3 separate regions of the Pan troglodytes genome follow, and regions 1 and 2 are each linked to region 3. A link is a contact called in public Hi-C and HiChIP or PLAC-seq data. All regions are on one chromosome and are shown on one strand. Each heading gives the region's core, a stretch centred on a gene start, on an enhancer-like site or on the middle of the called end of the contact. The rest is flanking DNA. Distances are from core to core; before and after follow the strand shown. Region 1 overlaps ASTN2 (astrotactin 2). Region 2 overlaps ASTN2 (astrotactin 2). Region 3 holds the start of PAPPA (pappalysin 1).

What was found. Hi-C and Micro-C count contacts between places; a contact is called where the count stands out from the background. HiChIP or PLAC-seq counts read pairs in DNA pulled down with a chosen protein or histone mark.
Region 1: an H3K4me3 HiChIP or PLAC-seq map of stem cell-derived excitatory neurons shows a contact between it and region 3, with 12 times the contacts expected there. The contact joins the enhancer-like site here to the promoter of PAPPA in region 3. A contact is called at or near these places in 4 of 7 Hi-C or Micro-C datasets (blood, induced pluripotent stem cells and stem cell-derived neural progenitor cells), 1 of 1 datasets of contacts at active chromatin or transcription factors (stem cell-derived excitatory neurons) and 1 of 1 other capture datasets (stem cell-derived neural stem cells).
Region 2: a contact with region 3 is called in a Hi-C map of induced pluripotent stem cells, with 2.9 times the contacts expected there. The contact joins the enhancer-like site here to the promoter of PAPPA in region 3. A contact is called at or near these places in 3 of 7 Hi-C or Micro-C datasets (induced pluripotent stem cells and stem cell-derived neural progenitor cells).

Annotation. Positions count from the first base shown.
Region 1 is chr11:21,864,370-21,868,890 of NHGRI_mPanTro3-v2.0_pri, reverse strand. All of the region lies in intron 19 of ASTN2 (astrotactin 2), which reads right to left. LOC104007994 (a long non-coding RNA gene) reads left to right here. Exons shown (of 9, transcript XR_010148575.1): 9 at 1-1,030. Among named protein-coding and RNA genes, the nearest start is that of TRIM32, 26 kb to the right of the region's middle. Within about 2 kb of position 2,975, at least 4 of the 24 cell types and tissues checked have an H3K27ac peak or open chromatin away from gene starts, as enhancers often do. A contact at or near this core is called in stem cell-derived excitatory neurons, where this site is marked.
Region 2 is chr11:21,789,494-21,793,623 of NHGRI_mPanTro3-v2.0_pri, reverse strand. All of the region lies in intron 17 of ASTN2 (astrotactin 2), which reads right to left. All of the region lies in intron 2 of TRIM32 (tripartite motif containing 32), which reads left to right. Among named protein-coding and RNA genes, the nearest start is that of TRIM32, 49 kb to the left of the region's middle. Within about 2 kb of position 2,728, at least 2 of the 24 cell types and tissues checked have an H3K27ac peak or open chromatin away from gene starts, as enhancers often do. A contact at or near this core is called in induced pluripotent stem cells, where this site is marked.
Region 3 is chr11:22,281,474-22,286,139 of NHGRI_mPanTro3-v2.0_pri, reverse strand. PAPPA (pappalysin 1) reads left to right here and starts at 2,407. Exons shown (of 22, transcript XM_016961539.4): 1 at 2,407-3,209. The coding sequence starts at 2,789.

The DNA.
Region 1 (4,521 bases), core at 1,726-4,225, 420 kb after region 3:
TTGTGTGTGAAAATGACAAATATAGTGCAGGCCTAACAGAAGCATGGTGAACATCTGATGATGGAATATGTGCAAAGCGCTTAACGTAGTTCCTGGCACAATATTAAGTACTTCATAAATGTTTGCTGTTATGATTATCAATCAAAACACAGCAGTAATAAATTAAGGCATGTTATTAGACCTTAGCTTTCCTACCAATAAAGAACTAGACAATCTCAAGTGTTCCTTCCAGCTCTGCTGTTTATCTGAAAATTCACGACAGACACTCAGTGATACAGAAATGTGTGCTCCAGACCATGTGAACTGGAGAAGAGAATTTGGTTCTCTTCAGCTTCAATTCACATTTGGGTTCATGTGTTTTGCTGCCTTCCTTCTTTTCTCTACGTATTGACACCTAGGAAAACTCAAGATGCCAGAGATCCCTGACACCGGGCTCATATGGTAGGCTGCGTGATGATGGAGCCGAGAGCTTAACCGCCCAAGGACAGAGGGCCTCAGCAGGAACTTTGGGAATCAGCATATTGATACCTAAGTGGAGACCTCTTTCCAGACCCAGAAACTGGAGCACGCAAGGCCTTGGGGAAATGACCAGCAAGTTCACAGCCCAAGGTTTCTCTGACTGGTTGGAGAGTCTAATGTATTCCGTCATGCCGTCTAATTCAGAGTCTCCTTGCTTTGACTGTCTGTCTCCTGCTTCTGTTGGCTCTTGCTCAAGATGTGAAAAGTCATTGGAGATGCTTATTACCATGGGGTGGAAAAGTCAGGGGGCTTTGAAGCAGATTACTCGGTTCGAATCTGGGCTCCCTAACTTTGCTGTCTTGAGCAGGTGGTTTCACGTTTCTAGCCTTGCTTTCTTTATCTGAAGCATGAAGCTGATAATTTCTACTTTCCAAAGTTGTTTTATGAGCTTTAACTGAGATAACTGATATACAGTTCCCAGCACAGTTCATATAGTGGGTTTTCAATTAATGTTCATTCTGCCCCTTCTTTCCTTATCAATATAAGAATAACCAAATCCTATATATTTACTTAACCCTTTCTCTCTTATTGTATAAGTTTTAAATTTTATATCTCTATCACCTATTGTTCTACAGCTTTTAACATGAGGGCTTTTAGTCTTATTTCTTTTTTTTTTGAGACAGAGTCTCACTCGGTCGCCCCGGCTCCAGGCTGGAGTGCAGTGGCATCATCTCGGCTCACTGCAAGCTCTGCCTCCCAGGTTCATGCCTTTCTCCCGCCTCAGCCTCTCGAGTAGCTGGGACTACCGGCGCCCGCCACCATGCCCGGCTAATTTTTTTTGTATTTTTAGTACAGACGGGGTTTCACCGTGTTAGCCAGGATGGTCTTGATCTCCTGACCTCGTGATCCACCCGCCTTGGCCTCCCAAAGTGCTGGGATTACAGGCATGAGCCACCGCGCCCGGCTGAGTCTGTTATTTCTATATCCCAGCACCCTGCATTGATCTGGGCCAGGATGGTTGCTTGAGAAAGTGTGCTCATCTGAATCTGTTTCACTCAAAATCCTGTGATTCCAAGTAAGTTTTATTTGTTTAGTTACATAATAAGCAACCTTTGCTGAATCCTGTACCATCCTGACCTGTCCTGTCTTTTCTGGCAGAACAAGCTCTGTTAGGATCACTCACATGTTCTCCTTTTATTTTTTAAAAAGGTATATTTTTAAAAGGAAGAAGGAGATACATCCTGAGAGTTTTGGTAATTGTTTCTTTGCAACATTTGCTGCCTAGAGAAAGTCAGATATGAACAGTAAGACACTCACAGGTCAGGATTAAATGAGATGGGGAAGATTGGAGCTGATCTCCCTGGAGATGAAATGGAAGCTGCAAGGACTCAGATATGATTCGGTGCCACTGCCCCAGATGAGACTGAGGCACAATCCCTGGCCCCACGCTGGTGGTTTCCTCTCCCTGGGGCACCATCAGCTCCTACTGTAGCCATCAAGTCTATGTGGTTTCCCCAAGGGAGCCACCTGAAATCACCTTGTTCTTTGCTATCATGACCGAGGCAGAGAGGGGAAAGAGACCAAGCTGAGCACTCGATCTGGACTCCAGCCCTCCTTCCCTGGGTCTTCTCACTTTTCTTCTATTCTGTCTCTTTTTCCATCTTTCACAACCCTTTCTCTTCTCTTTCCCCATTTCTGGCCTCTCCCTCTTTTCTCTTTTAGAAACATTTACTGAATTACAAGTGCTTTTGATCCATGTGGAGTTATGTCCATACGGTGAGTGTGAGTATTTGGTGTGTGCTGTGCTGTGGGTGCTACGTGAGTGGATGCCATCTAATGTGTCTGTGTCTGTTTGTGCTGGGTGGATCCATGTGGCACACGGTATGTATATCTTTACAGTATGCCTGTGGGAAGGTGGCTATGTTTACGCATCTGTGTGCCTGTGCTGTTTATCTATGATATGCCTCTTGAGGCATCTGTCATGTGTTGAGTACAAGCTGTGTGTTGTCTGTGCGTGGCATGCTATCCCCATGGTGTGTGACTTTGTATGTGTTGTGGATCTACTGTATGTGTCTGTGTGCTTCCCGTGTGTGTGTGACCGTGTCTCTTTGTTATCTGCCTTTCGTTGGCTGCACATAGCTTGAATGTCCCTGTTGGGTGATGTGCTCACATGTATGTTTATATGTGTTGGTGTCTGTGTGTTGCCTTTGTTTTTGTTTAGCTGGCTGAGGTGACTGCATTGTGTATACCTGTATGGGATGGATTGCATTCATTTGTGAGTCTGCACCCTATATGATTTCTCTAAATCCCCTGGCTGCATGCTGTGTCTGTGCGGGGTATGTTGCATTTGTTGTTTGTAGGTACAACTGCATATTCTGTGTGTTTCCCTGTGTCTCTGCCTCTGTGAAATGTGTCTGTGTGTTTTCCCTGCCAGCTCCTCCTCCCCTTCGGGTGCCCCAGCCTCTCTCCCTGCCTTCTCCTCCCCAGGCTGTGACCACTCTCAGCTGACACCTCCGCTGCTCTGGCAACCCAAGAACAGCCTGGAGAAAGGTCAGCTGGCCGCCTTCCCCAGGGCCTGCCTGGATCCTTGGACCCCAGTGTTGCGTGGTGTGGGAGCGCCCTCTGTTGGCTGTATGGGCCATGAACACCACTGGAAACAGACTTCCTCTTTCCCTTGCTGCTCACCCCTGAGACTTCCAGCCTTCTTAATAAGGGACTTTAGGAGAGGAATGGGTAGGGTCACCTATAATTTGCCATTGAAAGCGCGATGTTTTGGAGAATGAAAGAGGGTGTGAATAAGTGCACTGAGATACTGAGTATTCGGCAGATACGTCTTAAGCAGATGGTGAGGAAGGCTTCCCTGACCACCTACTTGGGTCTCAGCCCCATGGGCATAAGCCAACAAAATGTGTGCTAGCCCTCACTGGTGAAAGGGTCAGCTATTCCCAATTTATGTTTGAGGAAGTCAGAATCTCAAATCTATGCTTACCCAATGACTTCACGCTTTCCCTTGGGAATAATTTCCCAAGACCCCAATTTCCCCTTTGCAGCAGGGACCCAAGGTGGAGACCCAAGTGTTCCAGTTCCAGAAAGAGGGAGGACTGAAATGTTTCTAGGGGATTTAACAGAAAGAGGTCAAAGGCACTCTTGTGAGAAGAAAGGGAATAGTTATAGAGGTACCCAGGACTTGTAATGCCCCAGGTGCGTGACTCTGACAGCCTCAACAGGAAGAGAAAGGTGCTGTGTGCACACATGTGGGTACATGCGTGCACACATGTGGGTACATGCACACACACACACAAACACACACACACACATATATACACAAACACACATCATCAGGAGGCAGAACATCCAACAGCCTGCATGGCTAATATCATGGGGTTTGAGAATATACACATTTACTATTTCCTGCGTTATAGAAGAAACACAACCAAAGGCACCATTTTATGCAAAAACATGAGTTTTCATTGCATTCCTTGTGCTGGTGATTAAAGAAGAGGCTCTGATAAGCAATGGCTATTCTTTAACTCAGGATGACAGCTCCAGGTGAACCAAAGGACCACTTGGCCCAATTGGTCGAAAGTGTGTTCTTCAGAACATTACCTCCCATGAGACATTAATAGTTATTTGAAGGTGTGGCCAAATAAATTTGAAAAATACAGGATTAAATAAAGTTAAACAGATTTTTTTTTCTCATGGGATATCTCAGAGCCTTTAATATGATAATGTCTTATGAATTTCTAAGAAAGGAGGAGACTGTACTCAGCATTTCACAAAAGATATGAATAATGGATTTTTTTTCCAGAATGTTATGGGACAAAATTCTAAATTTACACATGGGCAAAGCAAGACCCCAAGTAGCATAATTCAGTTATTATTAAATAACCATTTACTACAAGAATCATGTTTTTTGTTTGTTTGCTTTTGCTTTTGTGTGTTTGTTTTAGTTAATCTCTTTGGATCTTGTACTAACCTACACAGGTAGGTACTATGTTATCATGTTAAATGACAGATGAGAAGAGAGACTCAGAGAAGTGAAGTGGTTTGTCCCAAGTTATG
Region 2 (4,130 bases), core at 1,479-3,978, 490 kb after region 3:
TATTAGCCCTATCTGCTCATAAATGCTATGTCATTGTGTGCCACTGGTATGGAGTGCAAGATATGTATATCTTTCTCCTCCCAGTATTAAATTTAAGGAGTACAATTGGCATTGTCTCTGAATGGGAAACAAATTTCAGGTCACAGGATGCCTCTTCCAACCTCAAAAGATTTGCTTTATATTCTAGGTAGAAGTTAGAGCTGACCTTATCACAGTGCCAAACGGGACCTTGGATGAAGTTAGCCTGCTTTTCTCATCATACAGATAAAGAAATGGAGACCTAGACAGTAGAAGCATGTCCAATGTCATATAATAATCCAGGACAGAGCCTAGTTCAGATTCCTAGTGTCTCTGCTTTCTAGTTTTCCCAAAGAAAACTCCCAACCCTGAGATGAAAAGGGATAAATACTAGATTGCCTACTTTACAAATGAGTAAAAGTCAGATCACATAGACAGTAAATGGCAGAGAAGGGATTCAAATCCAACTCTGTCTGGCTCTTTAGTATGCCACTCCTCTGCCTCCTCCACTTGGAAGACTCTCTTTCACCCAGGAGCTAAGTTAACAACCGCACAAAGTCTTGTACATTTAAGCACCAGTTGTGCTGAGCCAAGCTCTGTGGCTTTGGGCCGTGTAAGAGCCATTTAACAGGTGGAGGGAGGAGATTTATGCATTAATCAAATTATTCTTCATAAAGAGTTTTTTCCTGCTTCTCTTGTTCAAAACAACAGCACAAGGTATAATCAAGGGCTCGTTTCCAGCTTAGGCAGAAGGCATCATCTTTTCCCATGCATTCACTGGAATGTACCTAAGGAGACCCCAACTACCCAAGGAGCTAGTGTCCAATGGTCCCCAAGGCCATCGAGAATACCTTGGTCCAGAATCAGAGGACAAAAATACCCCACAAACCTCAGGCATGTCATATCCTCTCTCTGTTAGTCCCTAACTGTGCCGTAAAATGGGGTTCAGGATTTTACTCAGAGCCTCTACTCCAGGGGTAGGGAGTTCTCATACAGAGGAACTTCCACTCTGCATTAGAATGAGCTATGATATTCATTGCCAACAGAGTACAAGTTCGAGCAATGTTTATAAAGTGAGAAAATGCCCCTGAGATCCCTCCATTTGTAAAGTGCCCTTTTGGGTTAGCCAATGGCCTCTCCCATACAAAATATGAATCCTATTCTAAAATGTCATGTCCCTAGCACTTTAGGTACCAGTAAAGTTTTCAAGTACTATCTAGAAGAGGAGTTACCAAAGGAAACATAGAAAAAGAAAAGAGCCATTTTAAACAAACATATTCTTATCACTATCATAGATAACATTCGTCTGTTAAGTGATTTCTTCTTGGACATTATGCATTCATTATCTCTTTTGATTCCCATGAAGTAGGGATTGTGAGACCACATTTTACAAGTGTGGAAACTGAGGTATGAAGACACCATTCAGCATCACATAGTGAATGGGGATTGAGGAAACATCCAAACCCAAGCCGGTAGAGCAAAGAATCTGTACTATCTGCTTCCATGTAAATAAAGTGTCTTGTAGGAAACTCAGAAAGAAACTGACTCCACTTATCTGTTTTTTAATTTTTGTTTTGTTCTGTTTTGTTTTTTGTTTTTTGAAGTAGGAAAAGAAAGTCCCAGAAAGAGAAAAGAACTTGCTATGACCAGCTATGTCTCAGTGTGAAAGCCCAGGCCCCTCAACTATAGGTCAGGGCTCTGAAGTGTTTTCTTGTATCCATGTGGCCTGTAGAGATGATAGAAAGATAGAAAAGTCATGGGAGGAAGGGTGATGGGAGTTAGTGGCAGAGTTGGAGAAAAAATGATAAACAAAACGAGAGTAGCTGCTTTTTCTTCCCACCAGCGTTATTTTGTGGCCATATTCGCTTCCTCTAGGATCATTTCCAGACCTGCAGTGGGTGTATCCCACTCATTCCCACTGCAACCTGGCTCCCTTGGAAATGTCTAAGGCACTCCATCCCTTAGGCTGTCATGACACTTTAAACAGGCCTTTCATTTGTGTTTGGGGAGGGAAAGAAGAAACTGGAGACTTGGAGGAAGCCGCCTACAGTCTTTCAGCTCTAACATTTCTTTGCAAGGATCACTAAGAGGAAAAGAGAGTAGAAGTGAGAAGATAGTGCCCATGCCTGTCTGTTTGCTCTAACTTCTCCTGGCTTCCCCATTGCCCTGGGGCTAAACTCCTCACCACATGTTGTGCAGTTCTGCCTGACTTCTCTTCAGCATTGTCCATGGAGTTTTCTCCCAGTCTCAGCTCCAGCCACACTGGTTTTCATTCTCTTCCTGAAATGGGTCACATTTGCTCATTCTTCAGGTGTTTGCAGAAGTTGGGCATTCTACCAGCAATGTTCTCATTCTCCTCTTCCTTTCTGAAACCCCAGTCTTCCATATTCATTTTATGCACTTGGCCCCCAAAAGCTCACTTTACATGTCACTTTCTCAGGAAAGCCTTCTCTGACTGCGTAAGGCCCCTTAATATATGCTTGCAATCCACCAGCCTAGTACTCTGTACAGTCTTGACTCTACTTATTCGTGTGATTGTTTCATTAATATCTGTCTTCTCCATAAGTCTGTGAACTCCATAAAGATAAAGACCATATCCACTTGTCATACTGTTCACTCTTCAGGGTATAACGCAGTCTTAGCATACAGTGGGGGCTCAAAGATACTTAATGAATGAACGACTAGCACTTCCAGGTCTACAGGTCTCCTGCAAGGAGAACAGTGACATCTAGTGACCACTTTCACACTCTTGGGATTCTCTGATCACACACCACTAATTAGCCTCAGAAAGACCTCACTGGATTTCCAATGAGTTGAATATTTCAATGATGCTGAGGGAACCTGGCATGGAATCCAGACATAGGGGAATCTGGCTCCTGCACAAACAGGAAAGGCACCACCAGCCTATCTATTGCTATGCATGTGCCAAGAACACATTGCAAAAGTCCCGTGGCTTGGCTTGTAGTGTGCCACATTGCAGATGAGGACAGTGTGGCCCAGAAAGGCCGTCACTGGAGCGAGTTCACAGAGCAGTAAACAGGGATATTCACAGGCTCATTCACCAAGTCCCAGAAGGCCAGTTAAACACAACTACAACCTCACTGATACAACACTAGTCGAACTACTAGGTATTTTTATTTATTTATGTTTTGGAGACAGTGTCTCATTCTGTTACCCAGGTTGAAGTGCAGTGACACAATCACAGCTCACTGAAGCCTTGACCTCCTCCTCGAGCGCTTGATGCGCTCAAGCGACCCTCCCACCTCAGCCTCCAGAGTAGCTGGATGACAGGTGTGCACCACCACACCAGGCCAATTTTTTCTTTTTCTTTTTTTTTTTTTTTGAGACAGAGTCTTGCTCTGTTGCCCAGACTGGAGTGCAATGGTGCGATCTTGGCTCACTGGAACCGCTGCCTCTCGGGTTCAAGAGATTCTCCTGCCTCAGCCTCCTGAGTAGCTGGGATTATAGGTGCATGCCACCACACCCAACTAAGTTTTGTATTTTTAGTAGAGACGGGGTTTCACCATGTTGTACAGGCTGGTCTTGAACTCCTGACCTCATGATCAGCCCGTCTCGGCCTCCCAAAGTGCTAAGATTACAGGTGTGAGTCACCGCACTTGGCCTAATTTTTCTTTCAGAAATGGTGGTCTCCCTATATTGCCCAGCCTGGTCTTGAACCCACTGGGCTCAAGCTATCCTCTCACCTCAGGCTCCCAAAGTGCTGGGATTACAGGCGTGAACCACTGGCCCTGGGCCTGTGCTTGTTATTTATTGGAATCTGCAACAGCCTCCTCATGGATCTCCTTGATTCTACTCTTACATTCTCACAGTCTATTCTGACCCTGCAGCTGGAGGTGTGGAGACATACACATATGTATTTTATTGTTGGTGTTAGTTTGGGGACCTCTGATGCACAGAGTTAGATTATTTGCAATGTTCAGTTTAGGACTGAAGCTCATTGTTGAGCCATGCATGGGTAGGCTTTATTTATTTGTTCAGTTAGCTAGTTAGTTTTAATAAACTTTTTAAACTTTAATGAACTCTCACTAATCTACCACCAAAAACACCAGCTAGGAGCTGGGCGCAGTGGCTTACACCTGTAATTCCAGCAC
Region 3 (4,666 bases), core at 1,158-3,657:
TCCCTTCGTTTTCCTGCCTCCTACAGGAGAGAAATAACTTGGCCTCCTCAATTCTTGTTTGTCTTTAAGAACCTGAGGAGCACTTTGTCTTTGACAACAACAATAGAACAAATGGTATTCATATATCATTTTTATTGTTTACAAAAGATTATACCCCAGAGCATATCTTGTCCTCAAAATAAATTTGCCAAGTAGATATTCCCATTTTAAAGGTAAGGAAGTGGAAGGGAAGAGAAATGAAGTGACTTACTCAAGGCCAGAGAACTGATATGTGTTGGAGGGAGTAGGAAATGAGAAGTAAAAATCTTGTGCTCCCACTGCTGGTCTGAGAATTGAATAATTCCCAGTTGTCTAGGAATATTCAAAATTATTGTAGACAATTACTTAAAATCCCCCTGGAAGACATGCAGTTTCTAAATGCCTAATCGCCACAACTGAAGTAAATCAGTAGTCATGGTCCAACCTCTATTGGAGAGGAAGGGGGATTTTGAATGATACAATTTATGTTGTTCAACATAGCTCTCTTTTTATCCAATGGCAACCTTTTACAGATGACTTGGAGTTGCAAAAAGTCAAAGATTTGCTTAGGCAAATTCTTTATTCATGACATTGTGCACCCAAGATTTTCTTTCCTCCAGGCAGTCTCTGGAAACACATTTAGGTTATTGTGCTATTTTCATTTTATGACTACAGAAACAGAGTTCAAACGTTCTTAGTCTAAGACTATTCAGCAACTTCTTTCTAAACTAGGAAGGTATGAATCTGAGATCTCCCATTTTCAGAAAGCTTCCATAATCTTTGCATATATCGCATTCCAGCTTTCATAGAGGGGATGTCTGAGTCATTTGCTCATCCGACAAATCGTCATACTTTCGCCAACAAACATTCTTCCCTGGTTTTCTCTCTTCCTGAAGCGTGTAGCAATGTTCCCAGCTCTCAAGAAAGATCTGGAGCAGCTCGGAAGATAAGAGCAATTGAAGAAGAAAGTTACAATTTAGTGGAGTTAATTTCATCGCAGGCTCTCAGCACGCTATTCACATGCAAACTTCACACAGAATATTTTTATCACTACCTTATTGGAATAGATTGGTAATTAATAGCTTGTAATCCACCATTGCTAACACGTTTTGACTTATTAAACACTTGGACAAAATAAAAGAAGATCTGTTTTGCCATAAGGGGGAGCTTTTGAGTTCTATAAAGAGGGGGAAAAAAGAAGAAAAAAATATATTACATGTATGTCCCAGTTCAAAAACAGACCTACAAAGCAGCAAATGGTCAGATCCTTACCTGTGACTTTAACAATTTCAGAGGACCTGAATTGCTTAAGTTGAAAAAATTAGGCAAATTAATATTTTTCTCTCATTTTCTTCTTATAAAATTAAAATAATTTCTAATGACCAACAGAGTATTTTAAAGAGTATTCGGGGAAATTCAGAGACCCAGTTGTACTAGGACTACAGCTTCTGAAAGGCAGATGTCCTGGACAGTGCCTTTCTTCTATTTTCTTGTGATGATTCCATAAGAACTTTGGAAACATTTGGGTTAGCTGAAGCAAGCCTTATCTGGGGGCTCAGAAAAGAGGGGAATGGTTCATCATCGTACAACTTTAAGGAAATTCTGAGAGGGAAAAGGACAGGGGAAGCAAAAAAAAAAAAAAAAAAAAAGAGGGAAAAGAAGAGGGAAAGAGGTAAAGGGAGAGGAAGCGGGAAGAGAAGAGTAAGGGAGAGAGTGAGAAAAAGAGAAAGAGAGGGAGAGGGAGGGAGGGAGAGACAGAGAGAGAGAGAGAATTAAAAAAAAAAATCTAAGAATCAAGTTTCAAGACTCTTTATGTGCTACAGAAAAGGATGAGGTTTACCAGCAAAGTGCAAAGGGGATCCTAAGAGAAGAGACAGATTTTTCTCCTGCCATCAGAAATAATAATAATAAGTGGGGGAAGTGAGGGAGGGAAAAAAAGCAAGCAAAACAAAACAAAAACAGGAATGTGTGTTTTGAGCAGGAATGAGAGCTGGGAGGACCGTAAGGGGGTGTGTACAGAATTTCATTAAATTGTTACTTTAAGATTGTCTTCTTAAAAAAAAAAAAGAGAGAGAGAGAAAAGGAGGGGGTGGAGAAGCGGGAGCGAAGGAAAGGAGGCAAACGGCAAAGTGAAGGAAAGCTGGATAGCTCGGCCTCTCCAAACTGATTGATTAGTCATGATCCCCGCAGTTTTAACAGGGACTCATTCAATTGGGAAGGTGGAGCGCTGGGGAGCAGATTAGCATACGCTTGTTTACTCATCTTCTGAGGGATTTTTTCCCCCTCTTTCCTTTCATTTTGAGAAGAAGGAGGGAGGGGAGGGGGGACGGGGGGGGGGAGAAGGGGGCTGTGGCTTGTGTTATAAAGGACGCAAAAAATAAATAAATTAGAGCATCTTTTGGGGGGAGGGAATTCAGCGGATCAGTCTTAAGAGGAGCTTTTTTTTGGAGCGAGAAATCATATAAAATAAAATGAAATAAAACAAGGAGGAAGGCAACCAGCTGTTAGGGGGAAAATAAGGCAGATAAAGGAGCGGGGAGAGAAATTAATTGCCAACCAGGAGGAGTTGGGCTGTATTTTTCAAAGGTGGGGAGAGTGGAGCACACACCTTGAGGAGGAAAGCGAGAAAGAAAAGAAAAAAGCAAGTGGAAGGGGGGGCTCGCCCAAGAAGGGTGAAGAAGCGAAGAAAGTCGAGGCGCCGAGGCTCCCAAAGCTGGCAGCTCCGGGTGGCGGTGCAGGGGCGAAGGGGGGGCGGGGGGAACCGTCGGACATGCGGCTCTGGAGTTGGGTGCTGCACCTGGGGCTGCTGAGCGCCGCGCTGGGCTGCGGGCTGGCCGAGCGTCCCCGCCGGGCCCGGAGAGACCCGCGGGCCGGCCGACCCCCGCGCCCCGCCGCCGGCCCGGCCACCTGCGCCACCCGGGCGGCCCGCGGCCGCCGCGCCTCGCCGCCGCCGCCGCCGCCGCCGCCGCCGGGCGGTGCCTGGGAAGCCGTGCGCGTCCCCCGGCGGCGGCAGCAGCGGGAGGCGAGGGGCGCCACCGAGAAGCCGAGCCCGCCGAGCCGGGCGCTCTATTTCAGCGGGCGAGGCGAGCAGCTGCGCCTCCGGGCCGACCTCGAGCTGCCCCGGGACGCGTTCACGCTGCAAGTGTGGCTGCGAGCGGAGGGGGGCCAGAGGTCTCCGGCAGTGATCACAGGTAGGTGAGGGCGCCTCGGCGGGCGCTGCACCGTCCCTGCGGCCCCAGAGGCTCGCGGGTGTCTGGGCGCGGGTGGCGGGCGGGTCGGGGGCTTGCGGGCGTGTCTGTGCGGGAGCTGCCCCGCGAGCGGCGCAGAGACATCCGGGCGAGCTGAGAGCCTCACTTTGCCCCATCGGTGGAATGGGCACACTCGGAAGGCGTAGCTGCTCCATCCCTGGGAGGAACCTGGGGAGCCCTCCTGGCGGCCCCGCGGACCCTCGGCCAGTGAGGGCTGGTTCCCGGAGCCTAGGGCACGTAACCCGTGCTCCGAATGGTCAGATGCACTCTCTCCTTTTGGGATGAAAGGGAGGATGACCCAATTGAGATGCATGTGAAAGGAGACTTGGGGACCGTTGATTTCTTTGACGTTTTAATGGGGGTAACTCCCCTTCATTAGGCCCCATTCCCCTGAAAGCCGGCAAGGGCAAGGTTGTTGTAATCGCCAGGACTTAGAAGTCCTCGAAGTGCCCCAAAGTTGCTCACTGATTGAAGCCTGCCTCTGGGACTCACCCTCACCCACTCCACGCCATCCCATGTCCTAGCTTTTAAAGCCCATTGCCTGTCACTCGGGGCTGGGACGAGACCTTCCTAACGCATACCCCGCCAGCGTTCCCCAGACGCGGCTGCGAAACGGGGCGCTTTTCTCATATGGGACTTTATGAGCCCGTAATGAATTTGAGTTCTCCCTCCTCAACCTCCCTCTCTCTCCCCTTCGCTGTTCCACAGCAAAGCCTATAGTGAAATCGGACACTTTGCGAGGATTGCAAACCTTAGAAATGCTCCAGCATCCATTTTCCCCCCTCTAAATGAATCTCTGGAAATGCCTTTAATAAAACTGGGGAGCGGAGGTGGGGGCGGCGCTGGAAGAGAGGAGGAAAGTTTTGCCTTTTCTGTCTGGGAGATTCCCTTTCTGCACAAACAATCTTGCCATGTCCTGGGACGTCTTAAAGTGAGAGTAGGGGTTCCCCCTTCACTGCAGCCAGGAAACGTGTGAAGGCGTTTTGCGATCCCACCCCCTCACACATACACACTTTCTTAGAAGGGAAAGCTGTGAGCTCTTCGGGCAGTTCTGCTTCTTCCTGTCTTTCCATGGCTTGGACTTTCACAGATGTAGCACTGACTATCCAGTTGACATGAAGACCCCTTTAGGAGACCCACACTCTGCTGCTATCCCAAGAATACGTCTCCCGAAGCCCCCGCTTTCCAGCTATCAAAGGAGAGCGATACAGTGATTCCCCCCAACAACCCACAACTGACGTCATCGCATGCTATTTTTCCTTTTTTTTTTCCTCCGGGAAGAAGAAGGAGACTGAACTCATTCACTTTTAACTCGCAAGCCCTATTTGCCCAGAGGAGGGTCTAATTTGGAACAGAGGAAACGTTATCCATAATAATAATGACGATGGTGATAATTTAGA